2 separate regions of the Sus scrofa genome follow, and region 1 is linked to region 2. A link is a contact called in public HiChIP or PLAC-seq data. All regions are on one chromosome and are shown on one strand. The core of a region is the stretch at or near the end of the contact, and the rest is flanking DNA. Distances in the headings are between cores, read along the strand shown.

Evidence for each region. HiChIP or PLAC-seq counts read pairs in DNA pulled down with a chosen protein or histone mark.
Region 1: a contact with region 2 is called in an H3K27ac HiChIP or PLAC-seq map of skeletal muscle, with 5 times the contacts expected there. The contact joins two enhancer-like sites. A contact is called at or near these places in 2 of 47 Hi-C or Micro-C datasets (embryonic fibroblasts and skeletal muscle) and 1 of 2 datasets of contacts at active chromatin or transcription factors (skeletal muscle).

The regions. Positions count from the first base shown.
Region 1 is chr4:112,205,015-112,208,851 of Sscrofa11.1, forward strand. No RefSeq gene overlaps it. Among named protein-coding and RNA genes, the nearest start is that of VAV3, 380 kb to the left of the region's middle. Within about 2 kb of position 1,592, at least 4 of the 83 cell types and tissues checked have an H3K27ac peak or open chromatin away from gene starts, as enhancers often do. A contact at or near this core is called in skeletal muscle, where this site is marked.
Region 2 is chr4:112,031,502-112,035,728 of Sscrofa11.1, forward strand. All of the region lies in intron 16 of VAV3 (guanine nucleotide exchange factor VAV3), which reads left to right. Among named protein-coding and RNA genes, the nearest start is that of VAV3, 210 kb to the left of the region's middle. Within about 2 kb of position 1,505, at least 5 of the 83 cell types and tissues checked have an H3K27ac peak or open chromatin away from gene starts, as enhancers often do. A contact at or near this core is called in skeletal muscle, where this site is marked.

The sequences.
Region 1 (3,837 bases), core at 342-2,841, 170 kb after region 2:
TTCATGCCCTCCCTCTCATGGACACTGGGTCTGTGTTGAGTCCTGAGGGAAGGTGAACTCTGGAAAGACTGACTAGGCAACCCACCCTCTGCTGGCAGAGCCACACCCCCTCACCTGCCCAGGGACTTTGGGCAAAGCTCACACAGCTCTCGTGTCTTTATCTCTGAGAATGAAAGCGTTACCTGGTTGAACTCCCTTCCTTCCATCCTAGCTCCGTGGTTTTGTGAAATTCTGTCTCTCCTCCCACAATTCAGAGTAAGGGATTTTCAAAGACTTCATCAAGAGGTAGAGGTTTTACCTCCTACACCGTTGGCAGGACTGTCAACTGCTACAACCACTGGAAGTGGCAGGACTGTCAACTGCTACGACCACTGGAAAACAGCATGGAAGTTCCGCCCCAAACTAAGGATAGGGTTACCTTGTGAGCCAACGATCCCACACCTCAGATAAAACTACACTTCAAAAAGATACAGGCACCCCTGTGTTCATAGCAGCACTATTCACAACAAACAAGACATGGAAACAACCTGTGTCCATCAACAGAAGAATGGATTAAGATGTGGTATATACACACAATGGAATACGACGCAGCCATTCAAAGAGTAAAATAATGCCATTCACAGCAGCATGGATGCAACTAGCTCATATACCAAATGAAGTCAGAAAAAGAAAGACAAATACCATACCACTCACATGTGGAATCTAAAATAGGACAGAAATGAAATAATCTACAAAACACAGAGAACAGACGTGTAGTTGCCCAGGGGGGATGGGGTTGGAGGAGGGATGGAGCCAACAGATGTAAGCGATCATACAGGAAGGGGATAAACAAGCTCCTACTGTAGAGCACAGGGAACTATATTCAATGACCTATGAAAACCGTAACAGAAAAGAATGTTTAAAAGGGTATGTTATATATATATGTGAATCACTGTGCTATACAGCAGTCATTAATGTTGTACATAAACTATACTTCAATTAAAAATGTAGAGGTTTTAAAATACACTGGAACTATGAAAGTTGAGTATCCAAGAGTTCCCATCATGGTGCAGTGGAAATGCATCCAACTAGGAACCACGAGGTTGTGGGTTCGATCCCTGGCCTTGCTCAGTGGATTAAGGATCTGGCATTGCCATGAGCTGTGGTGTAGGCTGCAGATGTGGCTCCGATCTGGTGTTGCTGTGGCTATGGTGTAGGCTGGCAGCTGTAGCTCCAATTAGATCCCTAGCCTGGGAATCTCCACATGCTGTGGATGTGGCCCTAAAAAGCAAAAAGACAAAAAAAAAAAAAAAGTTGAGTATCCAGTTGTGCTCACAATTTTTTGCACTGTCATTCCACTGCTGTAAGGGCACAGGAGCAGCACCATGGGTCTGCCATACCCACACTGGTGTCCTTAGCACCTGTCCACTGACACCTGCTGGAAGTCAGAATAGTTGTGGGGTGAATGAGTCCCCAGCACTGCTGTGTGGGGACCTGTGGGCACTGAAAACTAAATGTGCTTTGACTTCTGACGCTAATAGCTGACTGGATGGTTATAACTGAACGTCTGAAACCACAACTGCTCGTGGTCACACTGGAGACCGGCCAGTCCTTGGCTGGTGTCCTGACACCACCTCTCTGAATTAACTGCTTGGCCACATGTGCCCTCGACATACCGCCACCTCTGGCACAGCGGCAGTGCGTTTCAGCTGTTACTGCTCCATGCACATAGGAGGCAGAATACACAGGATCTGCATTTAGCCACATTTTCCTTCTGTCAGTGCTGAAACAGATTCCCTTCATTTGCCATACAGAGCTCAGGCCGTCTTTTCACCTACTTCAGCTCACTGAATCTGGAGCAGCACAGCCCTGAACGGAGAGAAGGGCCACCTTCCTCTATGATACAGCCATGCATGGGTGCTCCTGGTTTTTCAGAACAACTCCTAAGGCTTTTCTCTAGAGACTCATTCTGGGGAGCTGCTGTCTACACTGTGGACATTTACTGAGATCCTAGGTCAGGTGGCAGGGCAGCTGTATCAAAATCCCCATACCTCGTGCTGTCAGCACATACTGATGAGCTGGAATGCGTCAGCAAATCTAATAATGACTCAAGAGTCTGATCAGCAAGTGCTTTTAGATTTTCTAATGATTTGAATGACCTTACTTCAGAGAGGCAAAAGCTTTGTTTTTTTTTTTCCCCCTGTGATTATTTAGACTTCGTCTCTTCTCATTTAGATATTTTGAAAATCTCATTTATTTCATTTAATTCTTTTGAGAATTCAAAGCTTGGTAACATCCCATCTTTGAATCATGAAAACTTCAGAAGTTGAGTAACTTCTACCCTAGAACTAGTTTTACTATAGTTCATTTACAATGTTCCTCCCATTTCTGCTGTACAACGAAGTGACCCAACCACCCAGATGCATTCTCCCCCCATCCATTTTCCAATATTAGAACTAGTTTTTGGTGAGTTTGTTTGCATTTGCTTTTTAGGGCTGCACCCGCAGCTTATGGAAATTCCCAGGCTAGGGGTCGAATCAGAGCTACAGCTGCCAGCCACAGCCACATAGGATCCAAGCCACCTCTGTGACCAAACCATAGCTCACGGCAACACCAGAGTCTGAACCCAATGAGTGAGGCCAGGGATTGAACCCCATCCTCATGGGTCCTACTTGGGTTTGTTACCGCAGAGCCACGATAGGAACTCCCCAGTAGAACTAGTTTTTAAGGCAACTTGACCTGTTTCAATATTCTAATCAAATTTTTTGTCCAAGCAGTAGCACTGACTAGTGGTTAAGTCGTCAGCCTGAGCATTGGTCTATGTGGCTCCACCACTTACTAGCTGGATGACCTCGGGCAAGTTGATTACACTGCTTGTTCCTCAATTTCTCTGTGTGCTTAAAATGGGGTGATGACAGCACCTTGTTTCAAGTGGTTTTCATGAGGATTAAGTGGGACGACATGTATAAACAGAGTCTGAACATGTGCATTTGGGCCACCATTTAACATACAAAAATAAACATTACGAACTTAGACATGAAAGAAAAAACCCTCTTATGTGTATATTTGCCTTTGGAAGAATCATCGTAAGAACTTTTCACATTAGTAACGCTTTAAAAACAAGCACAAATCAAACAGGGTGAGATGGTCTATCAGTTATCCACTCCCACATTACCAAATTGGTCCAGCCCTCATTGGCTGAGGACAGCAAACATCTATTATCCCACGGTTCTGTGGGTCAGGAATCAGGGAGTAGGTTCCTTGGGGTTTTCTGGCTCAGGGTCTCCCACCAGCCTTTGATCAGGCCAGTAAGCGCCGCAATTGTTTCACAGCTCAGGTGGGGAAGGGGGGGGACTCAGCTTCCAAGCTCACTGACATGTGTCCCTCTAGATGGCTGCATCACACATGGCAGCTGGCTTCTCCCAAAACTGCACCAACCAAGAGGGAGAGCAAGGGCACTCAGCATGAAAGATGGTCTCATTATAACTTACTCTCAGAGTCAGAGCTTATCACTTCTGCTCTATTCTGTTCCTTAGATGTGAGCGGGTTAAGGATCCGATTTGACCGCTAGCCTGGAAACTTCCATATGCTGCAGGTGCAGCAAGTTCCTAAACCAGCTCACCCTCAAGGGGAGGGACTGCATGAGGCAGGAGTCCCAGGATGAAGGGCTCCTTCGGGCCATCTCAGCAGCTGCTTCCCGGGGACAGGCAAACTGACAATCATTTAAGCCAAGGATGACGTTCACCTGAAAAGCATGGTTGACTCTGTAGAAATTTGGTTGCTTAAAAAACTAAATTTCTTTGTAAAAAACAATTTCCTGTCGATTCCTTAAGTCCGTATTTACTATGTGTCGGGCTC
Region 2 (4,227 bases), core at 255-2,754:
GGGTTTTACAGGAATAAAGCTGCGTCATGTTCCCCGTCAGTTCAGGATTAAGAAATCTGATGAGTGTGGTTTTGCTGTTGATTGATGAGACATGCACGTTTGTGACTTCACGGCATGCATGGTTTAACATTCTCTTGTGCACCTTTACAGGCTGCCTTTGTTTATATTTTTGCCCAGATGGGTATCCCCCAATATCTGCAGGAAGCTATAGGTCAGAGAATTCCGTAGCAAGCCCCAGGTACTGCTGCCGGGCTGCTACTTCTGCTGCTACTAGAATAATAGGACTTCCGCCTCTCCCTCCTCTTCTTTGTTTTCTTGGTCGGGAGGTCTGTCGGGATCTTTTCAAATATATAAATAAGGAGTAATACCACAGCCATAGATAATATGTAAGCGAATGAGTGTGGTGTGTTTCCAGAAAATCGGTGGTGTCGTTAGCAAAGCCTGTCTTCCGGCACCAGGGTGATGGTTTCTGCACAGGGACTGTACCGAGTATGTATAGCCACTAACAGATCCCAGCTGTCCAGGTGCCACCTTGTGGCTTTGGGCACAGGTATGGATTTCCTAGCAGCCCTCATTCCTGTTTCAGTCATCAGGAGGATTTGGCTGCAAAATGGTCTCCTTCACCAAAACCAGAACAAAAACACCTGGGTGAATTTGATGTAGTTGGCATTATTCGGTACTGCCCCACCGAATATCAGAAATAGTCTGCTCAGATAACAGACTGGAGCTACTCAGGGTTCACTAAGTTTTCTTGTGGTTTATTGGGAACGACGAGATCCCAAGAATCCAGGCAGTGGCAGCTAGACGGTTAGCTTGTGGTTTGACTCAGTAGTCAAACCACATCAGCAAGAATAGTTTTTGAATCAGTGATGGCTCTTTGTGCTCTTAAAATGTTTTCTCCCCACCAGTATTGACATCTATGCCCGTTATTTATTCTGAAATTCCCATGTTGGGGAGCACCCCGAGAGAGAGTAGAAGGGGTTGAAATAAGACCATGCTGGTATCAAGAGTCAGCCCCAGGGTGAGCCTTCCTGGACCAGCTGCATGTGCTGGTGTCATTTGACTGTGATGACACCTGCTTTGGCATTTTCTGAGTGTTCAAAGCCCATCAGTGTCTATTTGGAAACTGGTAACGTTGCAGGCACAACTACCAAAATACCAGTCCATCAAGCATCTCTGTATTTGCCTCCCCACATGTGTGCTTTATTGGTTTTGGGGAGAAATTATTTACTCTGAAGACAACCTTTTATTCTTTCTCCTTAAAAAGCTCTCATGACCAGTTTTTAATATGAAGAATTTGTTTATGGACACGAAATCTATGCCAACACGATCCACAGCCCCCAGGCTGTGCTGAGCCTCGTGCTCCTGACCTATTCACATTAATCTCCCAAGTTGAAGCAGTGCAGCTCTCCCCGAATCTAATGTATTGTCTATAACCTTTCAAAATTGGCAGTTAAGTCCGTATAGGATATGATACTGCAGTTTCCTGGCAGCAATAAAAGGAAGTAGGACACGGGACAGTGCTCAGAAAAATCACAGCTGTCATAAAATGGAGTCTTTCAGGAGCCTGTTTGATCCAGAGACATGCAAAAGCATTTCATGCATGACAAAGCATTCGTAAATATTAAATAGTATTCTTGTTCTGTTATTGCCTGGCGGAGATCAACCTCTCTCCTTTTTCGCTGCTGGTATTTAATACTTATTTGACATATTTTTGGCATTCCTGAGCTTGCTTATAAGGGAGGAGAAGCCATAGGCAGAAGGAAGAATGAAAGATAGATATCAAAATTTCCATCAACAAATAAATATTACTCTGGTTACAACTAAATGCAAATAAAATTAAGCTGAATCAGTGTTAGTTTCTCTGACATTTTCTAGCAGTGCCTTTGATCTACTGTGTGTTGGGGGGCGGGGGGGGGGCAATGACAGAGATTTTAAAAAACCGTAATGTTTCATAACCCCATAAACACTCAGGAAAGATGTTTAAAACGCCTCTTTTCCAGCCATTTAGCACTTGAGCCTTTTTACAACTTCTTTCCAGTTCTGTGCTTGAATGCCTCTTGTGATAAGGAACTCACTACCTCTGGAAGGATTTGCTCCGACTTGGCTTAGCTTTGACTGTAGAGAATTCTTCCTTATAATGAATTGAAACCTGTCTGTTCAAGTCTCTCTTCCTAATGTCCCTTCTTGGACTCAAATAGAACATGTGTCTTTCCCCTATATGGTAATCTTTCAGATATTTGAAACATTCTAAGTCCATGTTTTAAACATTCTTTTCCTTTGAATAAATGAAAAGAAACTTAATTTGGGAAAATTCTTTCTTTAAGTAGTTTAGTAGAATGCTAATCTGATCAGATAAAGGTGTGGGTGGCTTGAGTCTTTCATTTCAATCCAATATTAAGGGCAGGGTATCATGCTAGCTGCTGTCATCCCCACAAAAAAGGTAAATGAGACAGTTGTAATGTTCAGGGTGTTTAGAAATCAATTTGGAGACTTCTGATTAAATTTTAGGTGGCATTTTTTTTTCATTTTTTTTTATTACTCAAATGAATTTATCACATCTGTAGTTGTATAATGATCATAACAATCTGATTTCACAGGATTTTCATCCCACAGCCCAAGCACATCCCCCCACCCCCCAAACTGTCTCCTCCAGAGACCATAAGTTTTTCAATGTCTGTGAGTCAGCATCTGTTCTGCAAAGTTCTGTCTGTCCTTTTTTCAGATTCCACATGTCAGTGAAAGCATTGGATGTTGGTGTCTCATTGTATGGCTGACTTCACTTAGCATGATAGTTTCTAGGTCCATCCCTGTTGCTAAAAATGCTGGTATTTCGTTCTTTTTGATGGCTGAGTAATATTCCATTGTGTATATGTACCACATCTTCTGGATCCACTCCTCTGTCGATGGACATTTAGGTTGTTTCCATGTCTTGGCTATTGTAAATAGTGCTGCAATGAACATTGGAGTACATGTGTCTTTTGGAGTCATGGTTTTCTCTGGATAGATGCCCAGGAGTAGGATTGCTGGGTCAAATGGTAGTTCTGTGTTTAGTTTTCTGAGGAATCTCCATACTGCTTTCCACAGTGGTTGCACCAATTTACAATCCCACCAACAGTGTACTATGTTCCTTTTTCTCCACACCCTCTCCAGCACTTCTTGTTTGTAGACTTTTGGCTGATGGCCATTCTGGCTGGTGTAAGGTGGTATCTCATCGTGGTTTTGATTTGCGTTTCTCTAATAATGAGTGATGCTGAACATCTTTTCAAGTGTTTTTCGGCCATCTGTATGTCTTTTTTGGAGAACTGTCTGTTTAAATCTTCCGCCCATGTTTTTGATGGGGTTGTTTGTTTTTTTGGTATGGAGCTGCAGAAGTTGTTTATAAATTTTGGAGATGAATCCCTTGTCAGTTGCTTCATTTGCAAAGATTTTCTCCCATTCTGTAGATTGTCTTTTTGTGTTGTTTAGGGTTTCCTTTGCTGTGCAGAAACTTTGAAGTTTGAGTAGGTCCCATTTGTTTATTTTTCTTCTTATTGTCAATACTCTGATAGGTGGATCTGAGAAGATGTTGCTGTCATTTTTTTTTTTTCCTGATTCGAGTGTTATAAGGAAGATTGCAGATTTTAATTCCTTCATGTCAGAGTATTTAGAGTTGGTGGCATATAGAGATAATTCTTGTCTCTTACATGGTGCTTTATGGTTTCCAAAGTGTTTTTGTATCATTGCACATTTAATTCTTAAGGTGTTTTGTAAGGTAGCCAGGAAGGTATTAACTTTAAAATAGAGTCAGAAAATAGAGAAAAGATTAAGTATTTCGAGTGTCTTTTTTCCCAGTTAGTAAGTGGCAGAGACTGGCCTTGAATCTCAGTCCAGGGCTCTTCCCCTGCACCACACGGTCTCATTGACAGCAAGAATAGCTACCATTGTTCTCCATAGATAAAAGTTTCCTTTCGTTTGTTGTATAAGCAAGGTATTCTTGTGCAGTGTGTTCACACCCTTGATGAAAAATGTGATTTAGAATTTACTTTCTACTTATCTTTTAGTGATGGCATTGGGTAAGATTTGGATATCTTTACTGACTTAAATGATAAACAACATTGTGTATTATTATCAGTTTGTTAGGCCCATTTGGGCTTCAGAGAAGTTCCTTAGAGTAAAATAAATTACCTTAATTTACAAGTTAATTTATAGCAAGATTTTTGGTCACCTTCTCATAGGATGGAACTA